2 separate regions of the Gossypium hirsutum genome follow, and region 1 is linked to region 2. Evidence: chromatin contacts called from public Hi-C data. All regions are on one chromosome and are shown on one strand. The core of a region is the stretch at or near the end of the contact, and the rest is flanking DNA. Distances in the headings are between cores, read along the strand shown.

Region 1 (6,085 bases), core at 2,150-4,649, 510 kb after region 2:
GCCCAGGACTAGATAATTTGTGACATGTAAAAATGTGGAAAGAAGCTTTATTTGTGATGTATCCGGTAGGGTAGCTTTATTACAAACTGGGCTGGTAGATCACGGCCCCACCTAGCAGGAGAACACGTGTTCAATTTAACAAGGAATATGAATATAAATATGATTATGGCTGATATGCGATTATGATTTTATGAAATATGGATCCGAGGCTGGCACAAGGTTGGGTTATAAGTAAACATACATGATTGAGAGAAGTTTGTATGAGTTGGTAGTATGTGTCCACTTAGGATACTAAGTGTGTTATATTGGTGAAGTGTTGTCGCTAGAGAACTATACTGGCAACTTGGCGTGATATGTCTATAAGACTGAGTCTCGATAATGTCTCTATTTTTGGGTTGATTATCGGTAACATGATAATCGTTTTGTGTCTATTTGGAGCTCACTAAGTTCAATTGAACTTACTCCGTTACTTTTCTTTCTCAAGCATTTGATTAGTAAAAGAAGATCAGCGGAAGGGGACTATACCAGAGCTATGTCTGCGAGTGAGCTACTTGTCTATTTTTGTATCATGCATGGCTATTTGGCGAATGACATATACAAACGTCTTGTAATTAACTTTTGCTTTTACCTCGTAATTGTATTGTTTTGTATTGAAAAGAGAATTTACCCCTTATTATAAAAGTGTACGCCAAGCTTCCTTGATTTGCAGTTTATGAACTACTTTGTAAGTATTCGCCATTAATGGCAGCAGATTATTAATAGGTTGTCTTTTATAATCCTTATTGTTTTCTCCTTTAAAGATATGTTACCGATTTAGAGAAAAGAACAATGGCTTGTAACTAAAAAGGGGAATCTTCATAATTGTTTCCTCAAAGATTTAAGTGAAACCAAAGAATTTTGAATCCGTTAGTAACACCCCAGTTTGTTGGGTGGTATATTTGGCTGAATGAGGTATGCCAAGTCTTCTTGACGGGCTAAGTAGTGTTACAAGAAAGATGTAAAACCATTTTAGTTTTACACTTTTAATTTTACACTACTGGAAGTGGATCTCTTCTTATATTTTATGTTATTATTTAAGAGTTTTGTTAAATTATTGTCATCCATCAAACGAGTTGTAATCTAGTTGTGAAATTATAAAATTTGAATTCAAACCATTATAATTTTACCAAGTAAAGTAATATTTAATTAATTTATCAAACTTTATGAAATTACTACATATCTTTTTCATTTATATCATAAATATGTTGCAACCTAATAGGCATAAATATTATAATTCAATAGAAAAATGCTCATAATTTTGACTATGAACTATTATGAGTACGATGATGGATGTACCATAGATGTAAGAGAGAATGAATGATTAAAATGAAAAGGTAAAGTCAAAATTTAAAGACAAATAATTACAACATCAATTTACACATTCTATCCATTTTATATATTTGAAGTCAAAGGTTTTTTACATGTTATTTTGTGAAATTTTATACAATTTTTAGATTGTTTAGAATAAAAACCAAAATAATATAATATATAAATATTAAAAATTAATTTATTATTGGATAAGTTATATCATATGTCACTAAACTTTAATTAATTTTTAATTATTTTAACTGAAATTTTAAAACTTGAAAAGATACTATTAATATTTTCGGATGATTACAAAATATCATTAAACCGTTTACTGATAACGGAAACCGTTTACTGGTAACGGAAAAATGATTTGACTTTATTTTAATACTAAAAATTATTTCCTTTCTTTTTTAATATTAAATTTTTTCTTTTTCCTGTTCCTCTTCTTCTTCTTCGCATTTCCCTTCCCTAGCCAACCCTAGTTGCCACTGGTTTCACCACCATCGATGGCTTTCATCGGCTGTTCTCTTCATGCTGCTCTTACGCACCATCCCATGCCATTTTGTGCCTAACGCATTGAGTCCACCGACCTCCTCCTCCTTTTTCATCTCTCTTAAACAAAGTTCAGTCTTTTTATTATTATTATTTTTCTAATTTCAAAGAAAACAAACAAAATTAGCCAATCAAGTAAAAAAGCAAAATTAATTGATGTTTTTGATTCATTGGGTCTGGGTTGCCCAAAGGGTGTGATATGGTGGCAGCTACTGCACTCCCTGTCGCTTTTCCAGAAAAGCTAAAGAGGAAATTAAAGATAAAATCATAAAAAAATAAAAAAAAATTTATGGAGATCTAAAACAACAAAAAAAGAAAATCAAGAAGACAGAGTCTTTAAAAACAACAAAAACATTTTGAATGAACTTTTTTCTTCAAAGAAACGTCATGCTTCATCTAGAGTGAAAAAGAGAGAAAAGAGACGAAAAATGGAAACAAATAGAGAAGAAAAGGCTAACATGTAGTAACCAAAAAGAACCTTAAATATGAGTTGCATAATGCTTCCATGTTTTCTTTCCCTACCGTAACAAAAAACAAATTAGAAACTTTGCAATAATAATAAAAAAAAAGCACATAGAACTCCACCCATTAGTTATACACCTTCTTCCTCGGGGTTGTCTTTCATATGCTGAAGTCAATCATATTCTCTTCATTTTCAAGCTTAAATGTTGAAAAAGAAAAAAAACTTCAAACTTTGATAGGATTAAGGGTTGGGGCTAGGCTTATCGAAATCAAGGGATAGTCTTGGGAGATCCACCGGTGGGTTCGATGTCCGAGGAAGCCACTGGCGATGGTGGAATCGGTGGCGGATAGGGTTTACTGGAAAGGGAGATAAGATGGAAAGAAAGGAAGAAGAAGAAGAAGAAGAAAGGGAAAAGAGAGAAAATAAAATAAGGAAAAAAAGAAAAAAAATAAAAATTTAAAGTGATATAACTTGATAATATTAATGATATTTTTATAATAATGCGATAATGTTAGTAATATTTTTGTAAGTTTCGAAAATTCGATTATACAAATTAAAAATTAATTAAGATTTAGTGGGATATGGTGGAGTTTACGTTTTGTTATTATATCAATAATTAAAATGATGAAAATATTACTAGGATTAAATTATTTTGATAAGGATGATTTGAAGAAACTGAGAAAATATTTTTACCAAGTGGAAGAGAAATTAATCAAAAAGAAAACACTGAGCAGACCCCGCAGCCATAGCCGCCATTTCCACTTCCTCCCTTTTTTGTGATGATTAATAATATTCTTTTATTTACTGCTCCCATTTAAATTTATTTATGACAACATTTGTCACTAGTCTTAAAAGTGGGAGAAAGGGAAGATACATGGACAGACAAAAGAGAAGACAGAAGAAGAGAAAGGGACTTCAAAGCACTGAATTATTAAAAACAAAAAGGAAAGTGTTTGAGATTCTATTCTAGAGAGAGAGGGGGGGAGTAAATAAAAAGGCTTTTGTTTTTTTATAAAATAAAAATATTCCCCAATTCATTAGTATTTAAGAGGCAGCTTCAACCCGATTGTTTCTCCGTCGATGAACTTCTTCTCAGTATCTCCTCTTCCTCAAAAGCAAACCTAACATACAACAACCTCTGGTTTCCACAGACTTCCTAAGCTTTTTCTTCATTCGTGGTGTCTTGCAGAAGTGGTGTCCGTTGTTCTTTACTTGTGCAATTGAGAGTTAAAAAGGAAAAATCATGGGAGATGACAAGTGTGTTTTAGTAATAAGAGAGTTTGATCCGAGCAAGGATTTAACAAGTGTAGAAGAAGTTGAAAAAAGATGCGAGGTTGGTCCCAGCGGCAAACTCTCTCTCTTTACAGACCTCTTAGGCGACCCTATTTGCCGGGTCCGCCATTCCCCTGCTTTTCTCATGCTGGTACTGTATATGAAATCCCTCCTCCCTTTTGTCCCTTTTTTAAAAAAAAATTTAATCTCCATTACTAAATTCCACTATTTATCTACGTATAATAAATACAGCCTTTAACATTACTATTTTCTGCATCTTTGTAAACAAGCAGGTGGCTGAGTTAAGCTCCACAAAAGAAATAGTTGGGATGATTCGAGGTTGCATTAAAACCGTTACATGCGGCAAAAAGCTTTATCGCAATGGCAAAAGCAATCATCCCACTAAACCCTTCCCTGTATACACCAAACTCGCTTACATTTTAGGCCTTCGGGTCTCCCCTTCCCACCGGTATTTACTATAACTGCCCCAACAGATCATTTTTAGTTCGTTAATACATTAGTAAATGAATTATTTTGATTTCTTTGTTGGGTTTTTTATCCACAGGAGAATGGGAATTGGGTTAAAGCTGGTCCGTGGAATGGAAGATTGGTTTGTCCTAAACGGCGCTGAATATTCCTACTTAGCAACGGAAAACGACAACAAACCTTCTGTTAAGCTCTTCACTGATAAATGCGGTTACTCCAAGTTCCGTACTCCTTCTATTTTGGTTAACCCCGTTTTCGCTCATCAACTCCCCGTTTCCAATCGGGTCACTCTAATCAAGCTTCCGCCGTCCGACGCTGAGTTGCTATACCGCCGCCGGTTCTCCACCACCGAGTTCTTCCCTCGCGACATTGACTCGGTTCTTAATAATAGACTTAACATTGGAACCTTTTTGGCCGTGCCACGTGGAGGATGTTACACGCAAAAATCTTGGCCCGGGTCGGATAAGTTTTTATCAGACCCGCCAGAGTCGTGGGCTGTTTTGAGTGTTTGGAATAGCAAGGACGTGTTTAGGCTGGAAGTTCGAGGGGCGTCGAGGATGACGAAGGCGTTGGCTAAAACGACAAGGATCGTGGACAAGTTATTGCCGTTTTTTAGATTACCCTCGATCCCGGAAGTGTTTAGGCCGTTCGGTTTGCACTTTTTGTACGGATTGGGAGGGGAAGGTCCACGCGCGGCCAAGTTTGTGAATGCATTGTGTGCACACGCGCATAACTTGGCTAAACAAGGAGGGTGCAGTGTGGTGGCGACTGAGGTGGCGAATCTTGAGCCGTTGAAAATCGGGGTCCCACATTGGAAGAGTTTATCATGTGATCAAGATTTATGGTGTATCAAGCGACTCGGGGAAGACTACAGTGACGGGTCTGTCGGTGACTGGACTAAATCACCCCCTGGACTTTCCATATTTGTAGATCCCAGAGAATTCTAAAATCTAACCCACAAAGAAGAAAAATAGTAGTCACTCTCTCTCTCTCGTCTTTCTTTTACAAATAATTTTTGGGAAGATAAAAAGAGGGAATTAGAAGATATGGGTCTTTGTGTGAAAAGGAAAATGAATATCCTCTTCTTCTTGTTTTGGGCTGTAGATATGTTGGTTTTTAGTAAATGGGATGTGGCTTTAAAGATCCTGTAGTAGCCAAACAAAGCCTTAGTTTTAGAAGTGGGGTTGAATATCTTTTTAGAGAATTTTCCTTTTAGTTGTTCCAATGTTTAAAAACGGTTCTCTCGATAGGAATGAGAAGAACGTATAATCAGAACATACTTGAAATATAAATAAAATAAAAAGGAATCCTTATTATTTTTCAGAATAGGAATAAAAACCTTATAAATCTCTATTAATTTAAGTAATCCGGACACATTTTCAATTATAACTTTTTTGGATTTTAAAATATAAATTATTATGAAAGTGTAGAGATTTAGTTTTTTTTTTAAAATTGATATTTGAGCATAAAAAATACGATTATATGCTTTTAGATAGCGACACGACTACCTCTATCATTGTTTAATGTGGAAAATATTAATGGAGATCTTAGTATCTTTCTAATTAAAGGGGTGGTGGAGAAAGAAATATGAAATTCTCTCCCTAACAACGAAGAAGAATATCCATTGTGAATTTTTTTTGGGTTGGGATGAAGAAGAGAGTCTAGTCTGTATATAAAATATAAGAATGAGAGATTAATGATATGGGAGACTTTGTCTTGTAGCTGCTATGCCTTTTGGCTTTACTTTTATTTGTTTTTGGAAGGCAAGATTGAAATTCAAACTGAAAGGAATAGGATAGAATGTACCATTTTTTTTCTTTTTAACCTATTTTGTCTTTTCTCTATTTTTGGTGGTTTGAGTTTGGAAGCATGGGCCACGTATGAGGATAAATGATTCGATTCCAACTTCCATTTTATTAATTGGATGTCAATCCAATTAATTATTATTACTATTTTTATATAAAA
Region 2 (6,952 bases), core at 2,765-5,264:
GGAGAGGAAGAAAGTTTGCAGCCTAATGGATTGCCAGAAACTCTCTCGGGAGGCCTGCGCTCACGCTGCGCAAAATGACCGTCTTCCTGTCCAGACCGTGGTTCAAGTTCTTTACTACGAACAACAACGCCTTCGAGACGTCATGAACGGAAGCATGTCAAGTGGAACTTCCCCTTCCATATCTTCCAGAGTGAATTTATACCCTCCAACAGATATCCACCCAGTTTCGAATGAACTTTCGAGCTTGAAACGAGAGAACGAGGACTTGAAACTAGAGCTAGTAAAAATGAAAATGAGATTGAAAGAAATAGAAAGACCATCATCCGCTGTTCCGTCAGCAGCAAGCAGTCCTATGGGAATTATTGTGCCATCATCTGATAAGCCTCCTTTGCCAAGAAAATCATTCATGAATTCAGTTTCTAAGAAACTTGGACGCCTTTATCCTTTCGGAGTTCCGCCTTCCGGTGCCAAAGCTCGAACAAGACCTAGCAAAGATAGGAGGCACTCCATTTCTTGACACATTGTTTGGTTTGCCACTATCTGTACTTTTCCAAAGTGTTCCTATGTCTGGTGTTTTCCCTCTCTTTTTTTTTTTTGTTCTTTTTTCTTCTGGGGTGCTATCTATCATATTCATGTTTGATAAATACATTATTAAAAGCATGGTGGTATGAATCTCAGCATTTGGCTGTTTTTAGTTTCACCAAAACAGGATAATATATCCATTCAGAGTATATTTCAGGACAAATCCTAATGTTTTAATCATAAGGGAACAGCTAAAAGAGAAGACGTGGGGAAATGTGAAATTGTAATTGTAAATCTGAGTTCAGGTTTAAAATTAAGAGTACATCGTATCTGACAAGTCTGTTGGAAAAAAGATAAGAAAAGAAATACTGAATGCAGGGTGTGGGGTCTTTATTTGAATTATTGACAGCTTTAGGATAAATGAACTTGGGGAAAGAAATTGTATAGCTTATGGGGCAGGCTACCAAGTGGTACCACGTTTTGTCCGAGGCAAAACCATCAATGATGTTTAAAAGATGGGCTCCCTAAATATTCAAGTTTCATTGGTCTCAGACTTTTTCAACCAGCATTACACATGCTCTTCAAGGTAACCAAAATGGCTTCATTTGCAGGTTCTTTGTTTGACCCTTGATGGCATGTTGCCACTTGCCAGGGCAAACCATGTACGGAAACTCTGTTTCCAAGCATCATTCAACATATATTCAATTTGAGAAACTTTTGTACATGTGAATATTCCTGTTATAAGCCCTAAAAGGTGCTTTGCAAATACAATAGAGTTGAAACTATAACACCGGCTAATATAGCAAAGGTTGATCAAATTAAAGAGAATTAATAAAAAGGTGTGCTGTGTACTCAAAAGTCTTCCCCAAGTGGAACTCGGAAATGGACTGATTTGAAAGTGGAGCTCAACAAATTAGAGGGTTTTTTTGCAAGTCAAGGAAACAAGTGATCTTTACAAAATACTCCATTGCTAAAAAAGAAACTAAGAAGAAACTTCCACACAAACATCAATCACAGGAAATTAGTCGATAAGAAAAATCTAATCATATCGACTTGGATGATAGTTTCTTTTTCTTTTTTGTTTAAGTCATATTCATGCTTAGAACTTGGAAAAGCCAAGGTGGCTGTTTTAATCTCTCCTGTCTCAACTGTTCTTCAAGATCAGTGTTGTTTTTACTCCCATTTGGGTACCCAAATGTCATATCAGTGACCTTGAAAAGTCCCATCTGCTCCTTTCCAGTGAAATCTTCCCCTGTTGTGCTTGTCTTCTTCACATGACTGGATTCGGTGGAAGAAGAAGAGAAGCTCGGACCGGAATCCGAAGTTCGAGGAGTCCCATGTTTCTTCCTCGGCACGTACCTTGTGGGGCCTAAAGTAAGCTCAATCTCGCTCTCATCTATGGATTCTAATATTGTGTTACGACCATAGTCTGGTTCTGCAACAACATTGTTTGACAGATGATCACCCTCAGCCGCCGGATGTTCCAAGTCAAGTCTGGTTCTTGTATTTTGATGCATATTGATATTTCCATGGTGATAATTATTCTTCAAGCTAAAGTTTCCTTTAGGCCGGCTGCTTTCCATGCTTTTCATCAATGTCTTCTGGATTCGATATAGACGATGCAGTTCGTACACCTGAAAAACAGAACATTGCTTCAAGCTTAGAACAACAAATACAGTTTTTTTAAAAAAACAAAATATATATATACCTGTTCTTTGAAAGTTTCTTCATGTTTTAAGATAGCCATCCTCATATACTCCTTATCGTACGGCCTAAGAAGATTCCCCATTGGAGTTTAATGTTGCTTGAAGAATACCCCGAATATGTAGGATGAATAGATTTGGATTTGGATTTGGGAAATGAATAAAATGATCCCTTCTTTCCCAAGAAATTTGATAAGAAAGTAGATCACATAACAATTCTGATAATCAAATCACCTTTTTACTATTCCCACCTGTTAAAGTGAGCCCCCAAAAAAAAAGCTGAGAATAAGGTTGTTGATTGGTAATGGATTGTTTATTATTGAGAGGAGAGAAGGGGGATGAATGGCATGAATTAATGTTTTTCCAGCACTAAAAATGAAAGTATGATAAACATCAACCACTTTTAGTTCTAGTATAATTTGTCTTCTTCTTCACATGTTCTTTGGGCCACCATTGATAAATCTTCCATACAAAATATCTTCCATTATGCAGCCTTGTCTATAGGTACATTATATATCACATGTGGTTTCAATGCCCTTCTTGGTTTCTTCTTATGTCTATTACTTTTTCTTTCACACATATACTAACCTTTATATAACCGCATTTACAAAATAATAATAATCCACTATAAAACAATCCATCTAAATGGATTTTCGGTACCTAATTATTATGAGTATACGAAATTAATAGGAGTGCAACACAGTTAGATGAGTATGTATGTATGTATGTTTTAAAATATTCATTTCATAGATTTAGATGTATTAAACTACACTAGCATCCATGAAAGAGTTGATGTTTAAATGAAATTACATACATTTTGTATGTGTGTATATATGAATTTCGTTTAATTAAGAGGAAAAAAATCATTACTTTCATGGATCTTCTTAAAGTGATTGTTTAAGAAGGAAAAATATGAAAGCCGGTGATAACAAAGTTTAACAGTAGGATCATCATATTCACCATGTTAAAGAGCAACTCCAAAAAGAAAATAATAAAAACCAAATGGCATATATATCAAACACACAATTGAACATCCAAATTCCTTGCTTCCGAAAGTCAAACTCAACCTAATATTTTATGATTCTTATCTCTTTTATCCTCTTCTTGTTGCAATGAAATCATGCATCAGAAAAGAGAAAAAAAAAGGGGAGGGTTGTAGAGAATTGAAGTGCATATTCTGACCTGATACAAATTCTTGAAGAGGCTACCAAATTATGAAGAATCACAGCAGCTAAACCAGTTGAAGTTGAAGAAGATGAAGTAGAGAGAAATTGAGTTTTGCAAGGAGAAAGAGAAATCTCGAAACCTTAAGTTGAGCCAAATCTAGGTTTTGAGAGAGAAAGAGGATGAGCTTGCTCTCTCACAATATTCCCCATCAGTATATACTGCAAACAAGGTCCAAATAAACTATAATATTTTGATATAAAGAGAGAGAGAGAGAGGAATTTAAGAATCTGGGGTGCATTCTTGGGTTTCAGGCATGCCAAACAAATGAGAGTGTTAATAGCCAATGCAATTCAAGTTTTGTGGAAGATGCCTAAGACAGGTCCAGCAATGCACTTCATTTATAAATTATTTTTATTAACATGTAACAGGATTTGCACATATCTATTATCTATATTTCTATATTAGGGTTTTTGGGGACAATCATCATAAAATAGTTGAGCTGCGTTTGCTATGGTGTGTGATTCACATGCACCCAAGAATTCTATATCCCTTCTAACAGTTGTCTCCTCCATTTTATAATTTTTTAAGAAGAAGAAGAAGAAGAAGAAAAAAAGGTTAGTGGAAACTGATATGATGAGGGAGGTGTTCATGGCCCCTCCAACAATTACATCCCTGCCGTACGATAAGGGTGGTTACCCTTAACAAAACCATCATAAATTATTCATCACACCCATAGCCACAGGATCAAAAAGATCTTGTTTATTTAGTATCAGATACAGATATCACAATTAACAAAAATAGCATGCAACCCAGATGATGATGGATCATTTGGATCTGAGTTGTTGGATTCGATTTTCAACCCCACATTCAAACAATGATTATAGCCGTTAATTAGCCATGTGAGGAAGGTTGTTGCCAAAATCAATCAAACATATCCGACGGTCCACATAACTGGATGAAATATGGTACACATTAAATGTACTTATATATGTATAACCTTTTATTATTATTATTATCATTATTGCATATGCAGCAGGTTTCTGGATATATAGAAGTATTTTATAGATCTCTCTCTCTCTCTCGTCATTCTTTTATTTGGGAAATTGCTTAATAAATAATTTATGTATTTGATTATTTGTCACTGTTGTGCTATAGCTGTACATGGTACAGACTGGAAGATGATCCCTTGAGGGGACCATATAAATGAAAAGATTAAATGGATTTTGTTTCTAGGAATATTTATCAATATAATAAAAATGAAATCTTATCAACAGCAAAGGATTAATGTGTTTATATTAATCATAAATTTAAAAATATTCATTATAATCAACCTGGTTTAATATAAATAATTTGAACAGTCAACTAAATTTGAAATTTGTCAGAATTTAACAAAAGTAAAATCCCATTCTTATCTTGAAAAGGAATCATAATTGGTGAAATTGTGTTTATTTATAGGAAGAAAAAGGGTGAGAATGGGGAAGCACGCGTTGCTGGTAAGGAGAGGTGCAACCGTATGGGGTGGTGGGTCCATTGCTGAAAAGGCTGAAGCAAGGGGCCACCCCAGAGGCTTATGTTCTTCTGTTGTCATTTAGGTCCCACCACCCACCATTTAAATAAAGAAATTAATTACTCTTTATGATAGATAACAACAAAAGAATTGTCAAAAATTTCAGGCTTCAACAGTATTCAGAAGGTGCAGATTTTTTAGTCAGCAAAATAGGGGTACATTTACATTTACAAGATGCTATCTCTCTGTTACCCCCACCCATTTGTGTTTCACCTTCTCACAAAGCAATCATCATTGATCCAAAGAACATCAGCATTTTTGCAGAATAACATATTCTTCAACTTAATCTCTGCTTCTGAGGATTATCAAATGATGGAACCTAAATTTAATTAAAGATTTGAAATATAAATAACTTTTCTGCACTTAATTGGGTGGGCTTTGTGGACAAAATCTTGCACCAAAGTTATAACACATGTGTCTGTTTGCTTTGATTCGGACATTCTATTTGATTTGATCTGATGAGTGTGAAACAACATGACTGATCAGTTTCCCCAATCAACTCTATCTTGTCGGATGAATTTTATCTCCATTTAACATGATGTAAAAATAATTTATATTTTTAATATTTAAATTTAAAACTTTTAACTATTTTTTTGTGTACAAAAAATTAACTGTTGGATATATATATATTAAATATATAGAGTATTTTAAATTGGTATGGTCGGTTTGAAAATTTACATGCATGACAAGACAATTGGATTATTAAAATATTAATTATTTAAATAATTAAGGAAGTGTGTAAAATTACTTTGTATATATATATATATTCTAATTAAAACTATATCTATCTTTACAAAACAAAAGATTAAATTACTCTTTTTTTTTTAAAATCATTTAAAAGATGGTCACAAATATAGTAAGAACTTTTAAAATGAGAACCATGAGAATTATTTTGTTTTTAACCCTTAGATCAAAATAAATTAATCTAAGCCTTAAATTTAATATTTAATCTACATTAAAATAAAGAGCACAACAACCAACCTTTTCCTTTTTTTTTCTTTTGGAAAAAAATTAGAAGTAGCCTTACAATGGGATTGAAAGTAAGAAATTAATGTTATCAAGATTAAGCAATTTGGGTATTCGATATTTACTTTTTTTGATATTTAAGATGTTTTTTTCTTGGTTGATGAAAAACACTCAAAGAATTTCATAAAATACAAATGAATACCGAATACCCAAAATTTTAAAGTGAAATTCTCTATAATTTTTTTAGGAAAGAAAAACAAATACCAAACACCCAAATTGCTTAATATTGGCAACCCTAATCTCTTACTTCCTTTTCATTGTAAATTTGCTTTCAATTTTTTTTCTTCAAAAAAAATTAAATGTGAAAGTAAGAGATTATCGAAATCCTTTTGTTCTTAAAACTTATATTACATGGAGAAAAAAAAAGTAGGGATTGTGCTCTTTATTTTAGTGAGTAGATTAAATCTTAAATCTAAGACTTAAATTTATTCATTTTGATCTAAAAAATTGAAAACAATTTGATTATCATGATTCTCATTTTAAGAATTCCTACACCTTAAAAGATTTTATTCAATAATTAGTACTAATCTCGAATCTTGAATTCAATCTTTGAATGATTTTTTTCCTATTCTTCTTATAAAAATGGTTAAATGATGATCTAAATCTAAAAACTAAGTGTAATACTAAATTAACTTGTATTAAACTTAGCAATATTTTATTTATTAAAAATAAAGAAGATTACATTGGTAATCACTCAACTATAAATAATTTTTTAATTACTCAATTATGAAAAATTATATAATAGTTGCTCAATTATTTAACTTTCTTTTTTCTTTTTTGGTTACCAGCAATTATCTTCTAATTTAACTGTTGTAATTTGGCAGGTTTAAAATTTGACATAGTAGCAATTTTAACTCTCAATATTTACATAATGTGAAATTTGATCTTTTTTATAGTTTTGCTTTTCTTTATGACATTGAGGGTTAATTTTAAAAGAATAAAAAAAATAAAATTGTTATGTTGGATT

What was found. Hi-C and Micro-C count contacts between places; a contact is called where the count stands out from the background.
Region 1: a Hi-C map of leaf shows a contact between it and region 2, with 2.5 times the contacts expected there. The contact joins the promoter of LOC107913277 here to the promoter of LOC107913270 in region 2. A contact is called at or near these places in 3 of 34 Hi-C or Micro-C datasets (all in leaf).

What each region holds. Positions count from the first base shown.
Region 1 is chrD11:28,135,832-28,141,916 of Gossypium_hirsutum_v2.1, forward strand. It overlaps LOC107913277 (probable N-acetyltransferase HLS1), which reads left to right and starts at 3,400. Exons shown (of 3, transcript XM_016841810.2): 1 at 3,400-3,785; 2 at 3,928-4,103; 3 at 4,200-5,263. The coding sequence starts at 3,606. The coding sequence ends at 5,067. It overlaps LOC121223058 (a long non-coding RNA gene), which reads right to left and starts at 2,787. Exons shown (of 2, transcript XR_005920403.1): 1 at 2,500-2,787; 2 at 1,572-2,417.
Region 2 is chrD11:27,627,936-27,634,887 of Gossypium_hirsutum_v2.1, forward strand. It overlaps LOC107913270, which reads right to left and starts at 4,015. Exons shown (of 2, transcript XM_016841803.2): 1 at 2,231-4,015; 2 at 1,428-2,156. The coding sequence starts at 2,311. The coding sequence ends at 1,605. It overlaps LOC107913269 (BTB/POZ domain-containing protein SR1IP1), which reads left to right. Exons shown (of 5, transcript XM_016841801.2): 5 at 1-694. The coding sequence ends at 517.